2 separate regions of the Drosophila melanogaster genome follow, and region 1 is linked to region 2. The links are chromatin contacts, called in public Hi-C maps. All regions are on one chromosome and are shown on one strand. The core of a region is the stretch at or near the end of the contact, and the rest is flanking DNA. Distances in the headings are between cores, read along the strand shown.

Region 1 (7,085 bases), core at 4,291-6,790, 420 kb before region 2:
TCGTTTGGTTTTCTTGCCCCGGCTTCCTGTCCGATTATTTGCGGTCAGCCCGGCGAAAATTGGCAACAAAGTAGGGATTATGTGGGTCCGGGTACGTCATCATCTTTCAGGACCTACGCTCCATTCATTCGCCATTCTCGGCAGCCGTACATCCTTTGGCCTTTGTGCGAAAATTGGAAAATTCGGTAGTGCTGAATAGAGAGATTTCCGCTGTGTGCACTTGCTTCCTGTGATTGTGATAGTGATTCATCGGCCAATAAAGAGATCTTCGTGCAATTAGTGGCTGACTGGTGGTCTATGAGATCGAAGATCTGTTTATTAGGTGGTCCAATCGCTCGGACCTTTGTACCTGTATCTGCTGCGAATTATGCGATTAGAAGGCAGCCCGAAAGATTGCTTATCGAGAGAGAGAGTAGTGGTTTGAGAACTCGGTTTTTAGCGCGATTCGCGTTCTTTTTAGGGTCCGACAAATAGGGCCCCCATATCGAAGTTCCATTGTATGTTTCATTTTCATTTCTCCTCGCGTTTTTTTGTTTTTTTTCGCCTTTTGTGCCAGTGTCCATGGGTCCATGAGTAGTTCATGGGTCCCGTGGGAATAATATCGGTTCGTCTGGCTGATTTTTTCTCTTCATGTTTAATATGCGACGGGCATGCCACTTTACTTCCGATCAGAATCTGGACAAAATGCAGGAGAAGAAGGCGGCGACATATGCCAAATGATTGTGTGCAAAAATGTGTAATGAGCATGACTGCAACCATTCAGGGAAAAGAGTATAATGGATTTGAAAGATTAAATGTGATGGAAGTTATGAATAATTTACCAATACATAATCTGAGAAGTTATTGAAAGAATAAATATAGGGCTTGCTTGCGCCCATATTCTACACTGCTAATGTTCTGACCTCCGCCAAGATCTTGAAATATCTCCAGGACAGAGTTCAAGTTAGACATCCATTTGGGGCAATTACAACCGACTCGGCCAACGGAAGAATGCTCCCCCAAGTCAGAGTTTCCCTTTCAATTTTCCAAAGAGTTGTGTGCTCTGGCTCGGGATCATCTAAAAATATAAAAGAGCAAATCAAATGCCCCCATGGCCATCGACGCCAGCACGCAGAAGGAGAATCGAGTGCGATACATAGAAAAGATGCAGGACAAGTTCAAGAACCACTCCCCAGATACACCACTCCACACCACAGCAGCTCAGATACAGATACAGAGAGATACATTCGAAGTCGTGCAGTTAGGTCGTTACATCCATGGGGATAGATACACGGAAAACTCGTATTTCTGCCACCAAGTGAGTCGAGAGGCGGAGGCTGAGGGCTGCAAAGACTGGAGGAGCCGAAAGGTCAATGCATTTAGTTAATGCATCCATGCCAGCTTATTGTGTACTGCAAGTGTAACTCTGGGTATTCTGCCTGTTTGTATCTCTGTGTGTGTGTGTGTTTACACTGGAGCTGCACTCAAAGCAGCCCCCTCACAAGTGGAGCTATATTAAACAAGCCCCCGGTCGGTCGTCGGTCGTCCGCCACACTCCCCCGCCCTTTTTCTCTAAGGTTCAAGAAACTCCTCACCAGCACAGCAAAGTACAATAAAAACAGACCCTGAAGATTGTGGAGACCTTTGGCGTTACATAGGCAACATCCGAACATCCAGCCTCCCATACAAATACACAGATTAGAGTGGACCGACCAGTTGGGCTAGAAATTTTTAAGGCGGGGGCTTGTTATCTCAGCATACACTGCCAGCTATACAAGCTATGAGTTTATCATTCCATTGCTCCACTTCACTCTTTTGAGAATCCTTAAATATTCGTTTTTCAAAACTTAAGAGAATTTGATCCATTAATAAAATCATCGTATGAATCCTCTTGATCCCCGTATCACTTTCACTACAAATCCCCAATCTCTGAATTGACCCACCCTAACCCACATTATCAAATGGAGCCCCAAGGGAGCATCTATTCCGTAACGGTCAAAAAGAGTGAGATAGTGGCTCCAAAAGGAAGATACTATGCCACACACACACATACTGAGAATGCCATCCAGCTGCGCGGCAAAGTTTGTTGTCAACACAAATAAACATCATCATTACCATTGCTCATCGATATCTGGAGCCAAAAATGAACCATAAAAATAAACCAAATAAATAAAATCGCGCAAAACGAGCGCTTAGAATATTCCCACGCAAATTGAAGCCCCCTCCACCTCCTCCTTCCCCTCCTCCAGCGGCTTATGGTTTTTTGCCACATTGAAAATTAGGGAAACACAAGAAGAAGAAAGAGGCGGGTCTGGACCGAAGATCAGCCGAGATCTATAAACGCCGATTGGCAAATATTTAATACGCTGCGTAAACTTTAAACAACTTGACAATTTCACACTCGCCTGCGAAGCGAAACAGCAATTGGCAGGCCGTCTCTTTCTGCTGCTGGCGTTGTTTTATGATCTTCAAATATGCATGTCTCCATACCATGCCTATAGCATAGCACATATCCACCATCCATCCCATCTGATCCCAACTCCATCTCCATCTCCGTCTCCCTCGTCGACTTGTTGGCTTTGTTGAGCCCTTGGACTGTCTGCCTGTCCGTCCATTTGTCCGCATGTCCGCCTGAATATCTGGATTCCCTCCGCGTCTCTGGATTTTGTATGTTCTACAACAAAGTAACAGGCAGCGACAGCAGCACCGCCACCAACAATAACAACCAAGGCAAATATATAACGAGACGGTTATGCAAAAAAAAATCTTAAATAAATAAGGGCCAGTCTCGAACCTTCGAATACCCTTTCATACCTATTATGAAACTTAATTAATAAAAAATCAAAAATATATAAAAATGGTTTTTAGAGCTCCTGAAATGTTTAAAGGGTACTTTAGGTTCTTATACGATCTTCCCACTGTAGAATGAAGATTCGTATTTTAAAAACCAGCTGATTAGCTGAAGTTCTCTCTTAAAACTGTTTCATATTGTATATATTATATAATAATATATATATATTATAGTATATAGATTATAGAGTATACCCTTTCCTAGGGTATGCTAAGTGCACAGATCTCTGTTTGTATTGAGTGCTCCATAATCGAGCAGTCTCCCTGCCAAAGTTCATTTTTCCTGGCTCCAAGCTTTGCTCCTCTTTTTCAGCTCCTTTTTTTCCGCGAGATATATATTTTCATAATTTTTTGCATATTCAAAATAACTTTGGCACAATATGACAGACGGCGCTCGGCGTTTCCGTTTGTCAGCTGGTTTCTGGGTTTCTGCGGTCCCAGATTCCGAGTTCTGGGCTCTGGTGTCTGGAGTTCGTGTAGCTTCAAGTGCCAACAGGCTGGAGAGAAGATGCTGTCGCTGCTTGGGGTACAAAATTCCGGGCCAGGCAAGCATTCGCAGAAAATGTGGAAACAAACAATTGTTTTAACTGGAAGAAGGCGTGCAAAATGCGTCAAACGCTCTTCACACTTGGCCTAGGCGCTAGTATCTGGGTCCTCGTCCCTCGTCTTCGCAGATTTGCCCGATCTTTCCCAGACTCTTCGCACTTCGCCGTACCAGTTCGAGTTCAAGTTTTGTGTTTTCAGTTTCATTCATGGTTCTGTTTATTTTCGTAAGGCGTGAAGTTAGTGCCCAACGAACTCGGGATGCTTGGGTGGCCACAGGGAATGTGTTTCCGATAAGTCTGGTATTAGTCACTTCGAATAACGGCAAAATGTTCCAGGGAATAGGCAAATTGTTATCATTATTCTAGCTTTACTAGGAAATACGGAAGTAAAAAACCATATCAAATGATTTTCCATATAAGCAATGCGGATGTGAATGCCTTGAGCCCTAATAATCAAACTTCTTCACAACTTGACTAATAATCCATAGAATATCATGTAACCATCTTTCCAAATAAACCAATTAGCACTTCCCACCGAGATCAAAGGTCCATCCCCACGAGATCTCACTCTCTCTCGATCTTGCGTCTCCTTTTTCGCAATGCAATTGCGAGTGCACTTTGTATCTGGAACTGCATCCATCCTACACGTTCCATGCAGTCCATCCATCTGTGTCGTTAAGTACACTCAAAAGTCACGAAGCATTAAAGATGCAAACAAGCTGAATGAACGCCGACCACAGGCACAAAATACATAAATACAAAGTGACCACAGTTTGTTTTCATTTAAATTGAAATTGAAGTCCGGCCCCACAACTACAACTCCAACTCGAATACCTCAAGCCCCATCTCGATCCGTGGACCCCAGGCTGTGGGCTTTAGGCTCCAGGCTCCAGACTCCAGACTCATCGCAAACACAAATAAAGGCACCGACTCCGAACTCAATATGAAACTCCAACTGCGATGCAGATGATTTTCATTGTTTTGCTTCGCTGTAATTCTCGCGCTTTGAAAATTGCATTACAAACAAAGGCAAAAAATCAAGAAGAAGTCGGACAAAAAAGAACCAGAGCAAGTCTCCTTCTCTGGGGATTCTCCGCTGGATTCTCCTCTACGTTCTCCCCTGGCCAAATGACAAAGATGCTGGGGGACACAAGAGCGTGTTGCAAAAACTCACAACATGCCACGCACTCCGCTTCCCCGATGCTTCCCCAGTAGATCCCCTCCTACAAAAAGATCATCAGGTTCTCAACTTTAACTGCCCAAGTCGAAGAGCTAATAGTCTCGTAAGCATATTCATTGAAGATGTTTATGTCCTGAGTTTAACTCAGAATAAAGAATTAATATAATTTAAATGCTACTTTTTTATCAAATCGTAAAATATAGTAGAAGCATAAGTATTTAAATAAAACAAACATTCTACTTAGCTTTGCTAACTTTCAGATAGGGTATAAAGAGCTTTTCTCTGTCCAAGTCAAAGTGCGTCTCGCACCAAATCGCGCGGTTGTTGATGATGTCGTTTCCCGTCCGATAATCATGCCAATGATGAGCTCAAGTCGATTCTCGACTGGCGGTAATGATGCTGCCCTCCAACCCCCCCTCCACCAATCTCCTCCAGCTCCAGGCGCTCTCTTTTTGCCCTGCTCTTCGATCCACATGCGAGCAGGCAACCCAGCCCAGCCCAGCCCAACCCAACCCATCCCATGCCATCTCATAATTATAATTACGCCCCGGCACCGACAGACGAAGGGCCACCACTTGGTGTGACGGGGTCTTCCTCTGGAATCCCCACCAGATAGCTTCCTCTCCTCTCCAGCTTGGCGAAGCGGTGGAATTCGCTTTGCAAATAACAAGCAATTGTCGTTGTCAATGTTCGTTTCCGTTTATCCTCGATGAGGAGTGAACAGGAGGCTTCTGCAGAGGCTTCGATTCAAGCCTCCGAAGTTGCGTGTTAGGCTCCGGGGCGATTCTGACAATACACTGAAAATAATCGTGAGTACTTTAACTACGCCAACGAATGTTGAAGTCCACAAGAAGTCATAGAGATCAACATGAAACCCATGGTAAGCTAATAACTCTCACTTATAGATGACTACACATTTACACGAAATTTATGACTATAAGGGATCCCCAACTTTTTCTCCCAGTGCATACACTTGCAGTGCGTTTTGTGAATGATTCGCTCACTTTGTGCCGCCAGTTATTTACTAATGAGAGCTAATTGAGTTTAAAATGCTACTAAAAGGATATACTTTCGGTTCTGGATCTGCTGATTTGAAGGGCCTACATTTGCGCAACTGGGTGGCTGTGGTGGTCTGGAGGACTATAACGGTAGCCCAACTGGAGCAGCAAATGCCGCACGCATTTCGGTAAATGAAATTTAACAAAAGTCAAGCCGCCCGAGAAGAACTACAATTACAAGCCACGAAGATTTGTGCAGCTGTCAGTCAATGGGAAGATGGCATATCGCCCCTCGATTCTCGATTCTTACGGGGATCTCGAAATAAGTGACTGTTGATGAGCATTGTGCAGCAGGATCGCCCCAATTTGCCGCAGTGCTGACAAACAGCTAGGAGCTGAAAACTCAAAACTGAGACGCCCCCTAAAATGATACCCACTATTTTTAGATACCCCAAATGGAGCAGAAGATGCAAGGAAACCACTTCCGGTTTGGCGCGTGCTCGAAACCGAAACAAAAACCGAGAACTTGAAGTGAAAATCAAACTAATTTCTGTTAATTACTGCAGTCAATGACCGCGACGAAAACTGGATACTTTCGGCGACTCTCCGGCTTTTCATAAATTATGAAACTTTAATGACGCCACTGACATTTATAGGCCCGCAGGCAAGTTGGCAAAATAGGTCAAGCCAAGCGATAAATGATGACGCAGCATCCCAAATGAAACCAATGAAAAAAGAAATGGATCTGGTTCAGCAGAACCCTGTGGATAATCCTCCTTACCCTTTCAATGACCAAGTAAATCACAAAGGAAAATAAAACTGTCCAAAGAAAGTGTCCACAAGAGGGGCAACAATCCCAAATAATACTTGTAAAAAAAAACACAAAGATCCGAACTGCGCCGAGCTGATTTCGAATGCAAACTTTCCTCCGAGGGGCCATTTGCTGGCATTGTATGCCTAATTGTGCAACTGGGCATTACTTGCCACTCTCTGCACGGTCATTAGCCGCATCCGTGACCCTACGGCGGACACTCAACCGGGATCGAGAGGTCCTTGCATCCTGCGATCCTCAGAGTCTTACGCACCAAGGATCGCGGGATGCTGCCCGCCGCACTTTCCCATCGCAGCTTTTCCACTTCCACCCTTTTATTTTCCGCGACCTCGGGCCATAAAATGTAGCAACTTTCTGTTTGGGTTTGGGATAGATGTTGGTCCAGTTTCTGGGTTGTTTTCGGGCGGAAAAAGGGGCATGTAAATTACGAGGTTTACCCCTGCCACTCAGCATCCCATTCGCTGATCATTTTGCTTAGCGCTCAAGCGGAGTAGAAAATGTTATGCTTAATTTTAAGTGCCCTTTTTGGGACGAAAAAGCGCTGGAAAAGAATGGAAAGTGTCTTAAGCTGCTTTATGGGAATTACACTCACCTCTGCGGATCTATGGATCCGCAGATGGCCCATGTCAGACCATAACCAGATGGGATCACAAAGGTCGTTACAGCTTTTCATTTGCGTTTTTTTTTTTCGGATGAAATGC
Region 2 (6,961 bases), core at 3,330-5,829:
GTAACGAGGATATTCTTTCCCGTATTCTTTCCGCCGCGCTCAAATTCACCGCGCTCCAGATTGAGGAAGAGATCGTTGCGGACATCTCCGGGCATGATGACATCCGGGAAGCCCATCTTCCTGGTTATCGTAGAGCCCTGGAAGAGCATCGGCTGCTCCTGCCGAGCCTGACCCAGCCCACCGTGCAGGAGTTTTAGAGACACAACAATGCCCTGAGTTCCCTGACTCGCTTGGATGGGCGAGTACTTCCCGCTCGATTTCTTGATAATCAGTTCGGGCAGCAGGTGAAAGTCCTTCTCCTCGCACTGGAACAGCTTAAAGTTATACTCCCGCTCATCGGAGGACTGCTCCAGACTGCTATCGAAGTGTGCAATGTCGCCCAGCGAGAGAACACCCACTCCAAATGGTCGACGAAAGGTTGGACCGTGACCCAACGTGCCACTCTTCTCGATCTTCTTAATTGAGTCCGACTGAATGATCTTGCCCACGCGCATGACCACGGCCACCAGGTGAAGTTCCTCATTTAGATCAGCGGCACCTGAAAATGTGAAATGGTTTAGATCATACAACATATTGATATGATAACTCCCATACCCAAGTCAGTGAACACCGTGCAGTTGCTGTGCAACCTTTCAATGTAATTGGAGAAACCATCCTTGGAGATTTTGACCAGAAACCGTTCGGACAGCGGTCGCATGTGACTCCCATCATAGAGGAAGAAGTAGACCTCCGCATCATCGCCACCGATCCGATGGCCAAAATCGCGCATGCAAAAGTACAGGTGGTGGGTGAGTATCTTGCGCTGCGTCTTCCGCCTCAAAGTTCCCCGACTCTGTGGGTTGTTAAATCAAGAGCTATTACAACAATCCCATTGGATTCCATTACTATTTATACCGAGGAGGCCTTGGCGTTATCAGCACTGCTCACGTGGACATTGTAGAGCTTCACGATGCCAATGCCATGTGGATCCACCGCCAGTGGTCCCTCTCTGGGCACCAAGTCCAGGCCGAGTTTGCTGCAAAGATCGGAAAGCATTTGCCGGTTGATTGATAGCGATATCAGGGAAGGAAACACCCAGCTAAAACAACTTTGCCACTTTGTCACGTTCCGGTGCAAAACACACATTTCAATTAATGGATCGTGGGAGCTTGCGCTTGAGGGGATCCCTTCGTATGCAATCAGGCTTGTTGTTTGGAAAACCATTAGAGCTTTAAGGAAATTGACGCATTCGTAATTAATTGTCGCTTGACGGAGTCGTGCGGAGCGCCAAGAATTAAATACAAATTTGGTCAGTCATCATGGGTGATCATCATTAATCAGCCGGGTATAAACCGAAAATAGAACACACCACGAAGGGAACGAAGATTTATTTTAGGCAAATTTAAAAGAGGGAGATCCCATAAAACATTGCTTCTGGAGGAGATACACTATGTATGAAAGTGAGTAAATTAAAAGTAAAGAATTCAATATGGTTTAAATATTTCTGTATTGTTGTGTAATAAATTTTATTTCTTAATCAAATGTATTTCAATAAACGTATCTCCAAAGTATGTAGCGGTTGTGTTTAATATGCAATGCTTAAAATACAACCAATATATAGACTATCAAGTTTCATGGAGTCTGAGTAATTCGTAGAACTCATGCAAATCGAATGAATCAGTGCCAAGGCAGCCTGAGAACCTGTCACGACTCCACTCAACTTTCGGAAAGTAGCTCAAATCGAGAATCAATCGAGTTCTATCGCCAAAGATCGTATCTAAATGGATTGGGTCGATCATTAACTTCACACTATCTATGGCCTGTACGTGCCTGCTGTTTTGTACGGTGGCTACCGATTGGAATTTACATGATGATGATGGCGGTGATCAGCCACGGATCTTGGACACACATCGCAAGGCCCGCATGACGCATAAATTTCGGCTGCTTACAGCCGATCGCCAATCCAGCCAGATGAGGTACACAAAAAACTACACCAGCTAATGGGTTCACGGCATTCCGGTGGCGCATGCGAGAGGAGCAAGAAGAGCGGTGGGGAGCGGAGAGAAGAGGAGGAGCGGAGTTTCGGCCAGGTTCACATTCACAGCCAGGTTGTGGCCAACGTCCAACGTCATCGGCAATATGTTGACGATGCTGCTACCTCGGCTACGCTGCGCCTTCTACCTGGCTTACGCAGCGAGAGAGCCAGGCATCTTTTACCATCCAACCTCCAGCTCCAGAACAAGCCGAAGAAGCCGTTTTGCTGTTAACGAGGCCTAAACGGCTTCGCTCTGGCTCAGGTGAAATTCAAAATGAGAAAGAGCGATAGGGAGAGAGAGAGAGAGAGAGAGAGAGAGAGGGATTCCCAGAGAGATTCTCCATTTTGGAACCGGAACCAGTAGAGAAGCAATGGTGCTATGGTAGAGACCTCGGAGAACAAGATCTATGGGTATCGGTCTCTGGGGAATGGTATGTTTGGTTCTCTGGCCATATAGAGATATATAGGTTTGTGTGGGGTTCGAGCCACCTCTGTTACGCCGGGAGCCGTGGCTCTGAGTTGACGTGACCAAATGAAGCACTGCGACTCGAAAATGTATCTCATGGATACGAATATGAGAGGAGCGCGTGCGCGGCTGCGTGGACCCGCAAAAATACAAACGGTAGCCCTGCTGGTAATGAACACTTTAAGTCGCTTTTAATTAAGTGCCTGACCCAAAGCTCAACAGGTGAAGGTAAAGGGAAGCAGCCAAATGTATTACCCAAAAATGCCAACCGCTGCTTTGCTTATCTGAACAAATTATTTTTTAATTAAGCCTCGCCTAAAGTGTTGGAAATCTATGAAGATATGACACAACAAAAAAAAAAAGGCTGAGGAGAAACGAGAAGACACAACAAGATGGAGAACCAGACGATACAGAAAAATTTAATTATTTACACTTCGATAAGCAGGGCTGTCAACCACAAACAAAAGCAATAGCGACAACGCGTTCGATGGCATTGTATCTATGGGTTTGGTCTCACCAGCGGCCCAGATACACGGCGTATCACAATCACACATGCCATATATTTCGTATTTAATGTCTTTATAAAAGGTGTAGCTGGCAGATACATTTCTGGCGAGAGGCGACAGGCCACAGGCAAGAGGCCAGGCCAGGGAGCATTGGGATAAGGGCATGGTAACCCGGCATCGGGAACCCTCAATAAACAAACAGTGCAACGCGCAGGGAGGCGAAGTGGAGCGCAGTGGTTCAGGACATGGAAACAGCAGCACCACCAGCAGCAGCAGCCATTTCGAAATGCCATTTCATTATGGCCAAGACCAAAGAACGCGGCGGGCCAAAGCCACCGAGCTGAGTCATTCCATCGGGCCAAGGAGTTGCAGGTTTCGGACTTGGAACTTGAAACTCGAAGGGGGGAGAATTTGGAGCCCAGATCCCAGGGAAATGGGAGGAATGCCTGGCAACAAGTTTGGCGTTGCTTGTCTAGCTCTCAGCATGCAAATGGATCTTCATTTCGGAACCCTATACACTGAGATCGCATCTGTGTGCGATCGGCCACGACGTGTATATGGGCCTGGAATATGACGACGAATAGTTCCTTAGACCCACTTGGCGGACCCTTCAGAGCGGCGTCTGTGCTGTCAGAGGACTCGCTGGATGTGGAAACAGCGATAAATTAAACGAACAGGCAGCTCCAAGTTCCGAGGAATTAATTGGAATGCACTTGGGGTCCACCTCATTAATTTTACTTACTTGAGTTTGGATTCGAGGTCCTATTAATTTAGAGGTGATTGATAGAAGGATAAATAATTGCATGGGCTAGCGATTGCATAAGAACTAAAAGTACGTATTATAGACTTCAAGTTTTCCAGTGCAGTATTGTTAAAGTTTAATAAACTTGTAGTACTAAATTCAATAAAAAGACTTTAAAATGCAATAAATTTTAAAATTGAATACTATACGTAATAAAATCACTTAAATAAGGAGAGAGACTTTGAGCAAACTCTTAGTACATCTACAGTTTTGTTTTCTTGAACTCTGCCCAAGTCTTAAATATATCTTTTGTTCTTAAACTCTTTTATTGGATGTTCCAGTTGTGGCCCATTGTGTTCCTAAATCTTTGTTTGCCCTTCGTCGACTTGAACTGCGACTGTTTAAGCTACCCTAACATACTCTAAAACCCAAATCTAGCTGATTAAGTTGTACGTCCCCCCTTCATCCAGAGACCAAACTAATCAATGGATTTACAGATTTCAAATCCAGATGTTATTGGGCCTCGTTCAAGTCGGTTCAAGATCGAGGGAAAATCTGAGAATCAAGCCATTTGAGCGAGAACTACCTAAGCGACCTGAGGTGGTTGGGTGGGTCCTCTGCACCTCGGCACCAAATACTTCTACAGGTAACAACACCGGGTCTCTCGGCTCAGGTAAGAGGCAATGCGCGAATGCAGCTTGAGCGTATTTACGAACTCGGAGCGGGAACCAGCTGGGATCGCTGGTTCCGCCGGAGAGGGAAAACCACCCAGATCGCAAGAGCGACTCTCTCGCGGCTCGGGAGGCATATATACAATGGATCGTTCTGTTTCGAGCTCGGGGACTTGGTTTTCAGTAGGTTTTTGAACGCCGCTGAGAGCAGCTGCACATTTTCGAGATACGGATACGGGTATGGGCACCATTGACTTGTCTGAAATCACAGCTCAGCACCACTGAGCAACCACCAAGCTGCACGCACACCACCATCGAATGCAGTTGCGAGTGCAATTCCAGCTGAGTCTGTCTGTGTCTGAGTGTATCTGTGTGTTTGTACTTGTGTATAATAGAAATCTCGCATTTGCAACAAAGTTAAAAACAAACAAAAAACAACTAAAAAACCAGCCAGAAATTATAAATACTGGGAGCGAAAACCCGTTTCCGAAGTGTCAAAGTGGCAGCAATAAATTTAAATGCGAGCGGAGAGCTCTGAAAAGCGGAGCTACTTCGACTCCAGCAGGAGCAAAAGAATCACTTAAGTGTGCGAAGGGGTCGTCGCAGTTCGGTTCTGGCCAACTGGCAGGTTGCTGTTGCCAATCTTGGTAGCAACACCTTCAGGAAAAAAGGAGAAAAAAAATGACACACCAAGGAAAACGACACAAAATGAGAGAGAACAGTGGCAACAACCGATCGGATCCGATCGCGACCGCTCAGCTCCGCTCCCAAAAAGAAAATACCTTAAAACCAGTTTCTTTTTTTGTCTTTTTCGAAAAAAAAAAGAGGGAAAAAAGAGTTATTGAAAGAAAAAAGGCCAGAATTGAAGTTGGGCCGAAATGAAGTGCTCTCCGCGTATCTGTGTGAGTGCCGTTCGTGGCGTTGTGTGCGTGGTAAGATTGAATGTTCAGTGCAGAAGCTGATGCATTTAAAAGGAGTAGCTGCCGTTGCGCAGATACAGATACTTTGCGACTTTAATTGCCGCTCGTATGCGTGCGACAGAGACGACTCTATGCGCCCTGCGTGCGGCGCAGTGTTGCTGTGTGCGTTTCGCTCTCGGAGTTACGGATTCCGATTCGGATTCGGAGTTATATACGATGCGATCTGTCGTGCCGAAATGAAATACAGCCAAAACACACACAATAGCCCGAAACACCAAAAAAAAAAAATTTGCATATAAACAAAAGAGCCGAGAAGAAAGCCAAGCAGAACCTGATCCACGGCGAGCCGAAATCCAAAAACCCAACTCGAAACCCAAAAAGCACCGACAAAAGACCAAAAAGTGGGAAAAGAAAACAAAACCCCTTTTGGGCATGGGGACAAAGTGAAATTTATGCGTGGGTTGACAAAAAGCTGTACCGGTTCTGAGAGCCGAGTTCTTGAGATGAACTTGTTCGCTATCTAGTACTTTTGGGGACAGCCCGGGGTTACCAGGCAAGGGCAGGGCATTCAACCTGGACCTGGAGCTTAGCGCAGATTAGATTAGATTGCACAACATACTCGCATTATTCAGTTAGAGAGAGAAATAGCTATGCTCCCGACAAACAATTCCGGCACTGCCCAAGCACTTACCTAATTGTAAGTGCGGCTTGTCGACGATAACGCCGAGAGACCCAGACAACCGATGGAATGGTTCGGTATGCTATATAGTATGGCATGGGAACATGGACTGGTACTGGAGCTCAGATTGGGAGTAGTGGGGAGGAAGTATGGTCGTGTATGGGTGGGTAAAGGGTGGTGAAATAATTTGGAATATGTCATGTCTGTCCTAGATAACGCACAAGGCAAACACACAGAACGCAATCAAGTGTGGCAAAAGAAATGAGGCAGATTGCAATGCACTCCACAATCAAGATAACTTGCTCCCAATCCAATGTCCAATAACAAAAGAAAAGTAAAACAGATTCGAATCAATAAACCGCATTGTTAATAATTGAGCGTAATTAGGAACTCTATGCCCATTTCTCACAGTGTCCCGCTGCTCAACTCGTTAATGCTCTCTTCTCCACTTGCAGTTAGCTTCGTTGCAGCAGCACACCAACCATCAACATGGCGGTCTTTGGCATGGTCTCGGCTGTGTCCGGCTTTATCAAGATACGCTATCTGCTGGACAAGGCGGTCATCGACAACATGGTTTTCCGCTGCCACTACAGGATCACGACGGCCATTCTGTTCACTTGTTGCATCATCGTCACCGCAAACAATCTGATCGGTAAGTTAGCACCTACTGAAAATTAGTGCAGCTATGCAAGTGTTTAGCACTTGAGTAGCCCAGTTTGTCAGTTTGCTTTTGCAATTGCTGCAATGCTGCTAATGCAGCACTAAATTCCAAGAAATACGATTCGACCCATTTGAATTTGAGCTCTTCGGAACGGAGGCATAAACGCGTGCAGAGCTTTCACAAATTGACCGCAACACGTTGATCGGATTTCAGCTAAAGCCATTTATTCGAATGACTCATTCCTCGGTCCCCACGGGTGGTGGTGGTGCTAGCCTGTGCCTCGCCAGAAATTGGCGTGAAAA

Evidence for each region. A called contact is a pair of places that touch in the nucleus more often than the background predicts.
Region 1: a contact with region 2 is called in a Hi-C map of the S2 cell line, with 2.4 times the contacts expected there. A contact is called at or near these places in 6 of 107 Hi-C or Micro-C datasets (the Kc167 cell line, the ML-DmBG3-c2 cell line, the S2 cell line and 2 more).

The regions. Positions count from the first base shown.
Region 1 is chr3R:29,275,563-29,282,647 of dm6, reverse strand. lncRNA:CR45568 (long non-coding RNA:CR45568) reads left to right here and starts at 5,540. Exons shown (of 1, transcript NR_125290.1): 1 at 5,540-6,272.
Region 2 is chr3R:28,856,832-28,863,792 of dm6, reverse strand. Inx3 (Innexin 3) reads left to right here and starts at 4,579. Exons shown (of 6, transcript NM_001276121.1): 1 at 4,579-4,637; 2 at 6,454-6,650. The coding sequence starts at 6,488. spg (sponge) reads right to left here. Exons shown (of 13, transcript NM_170379.5): 5 at 895-1,015; 6 at 595-832; 7 at 1-538.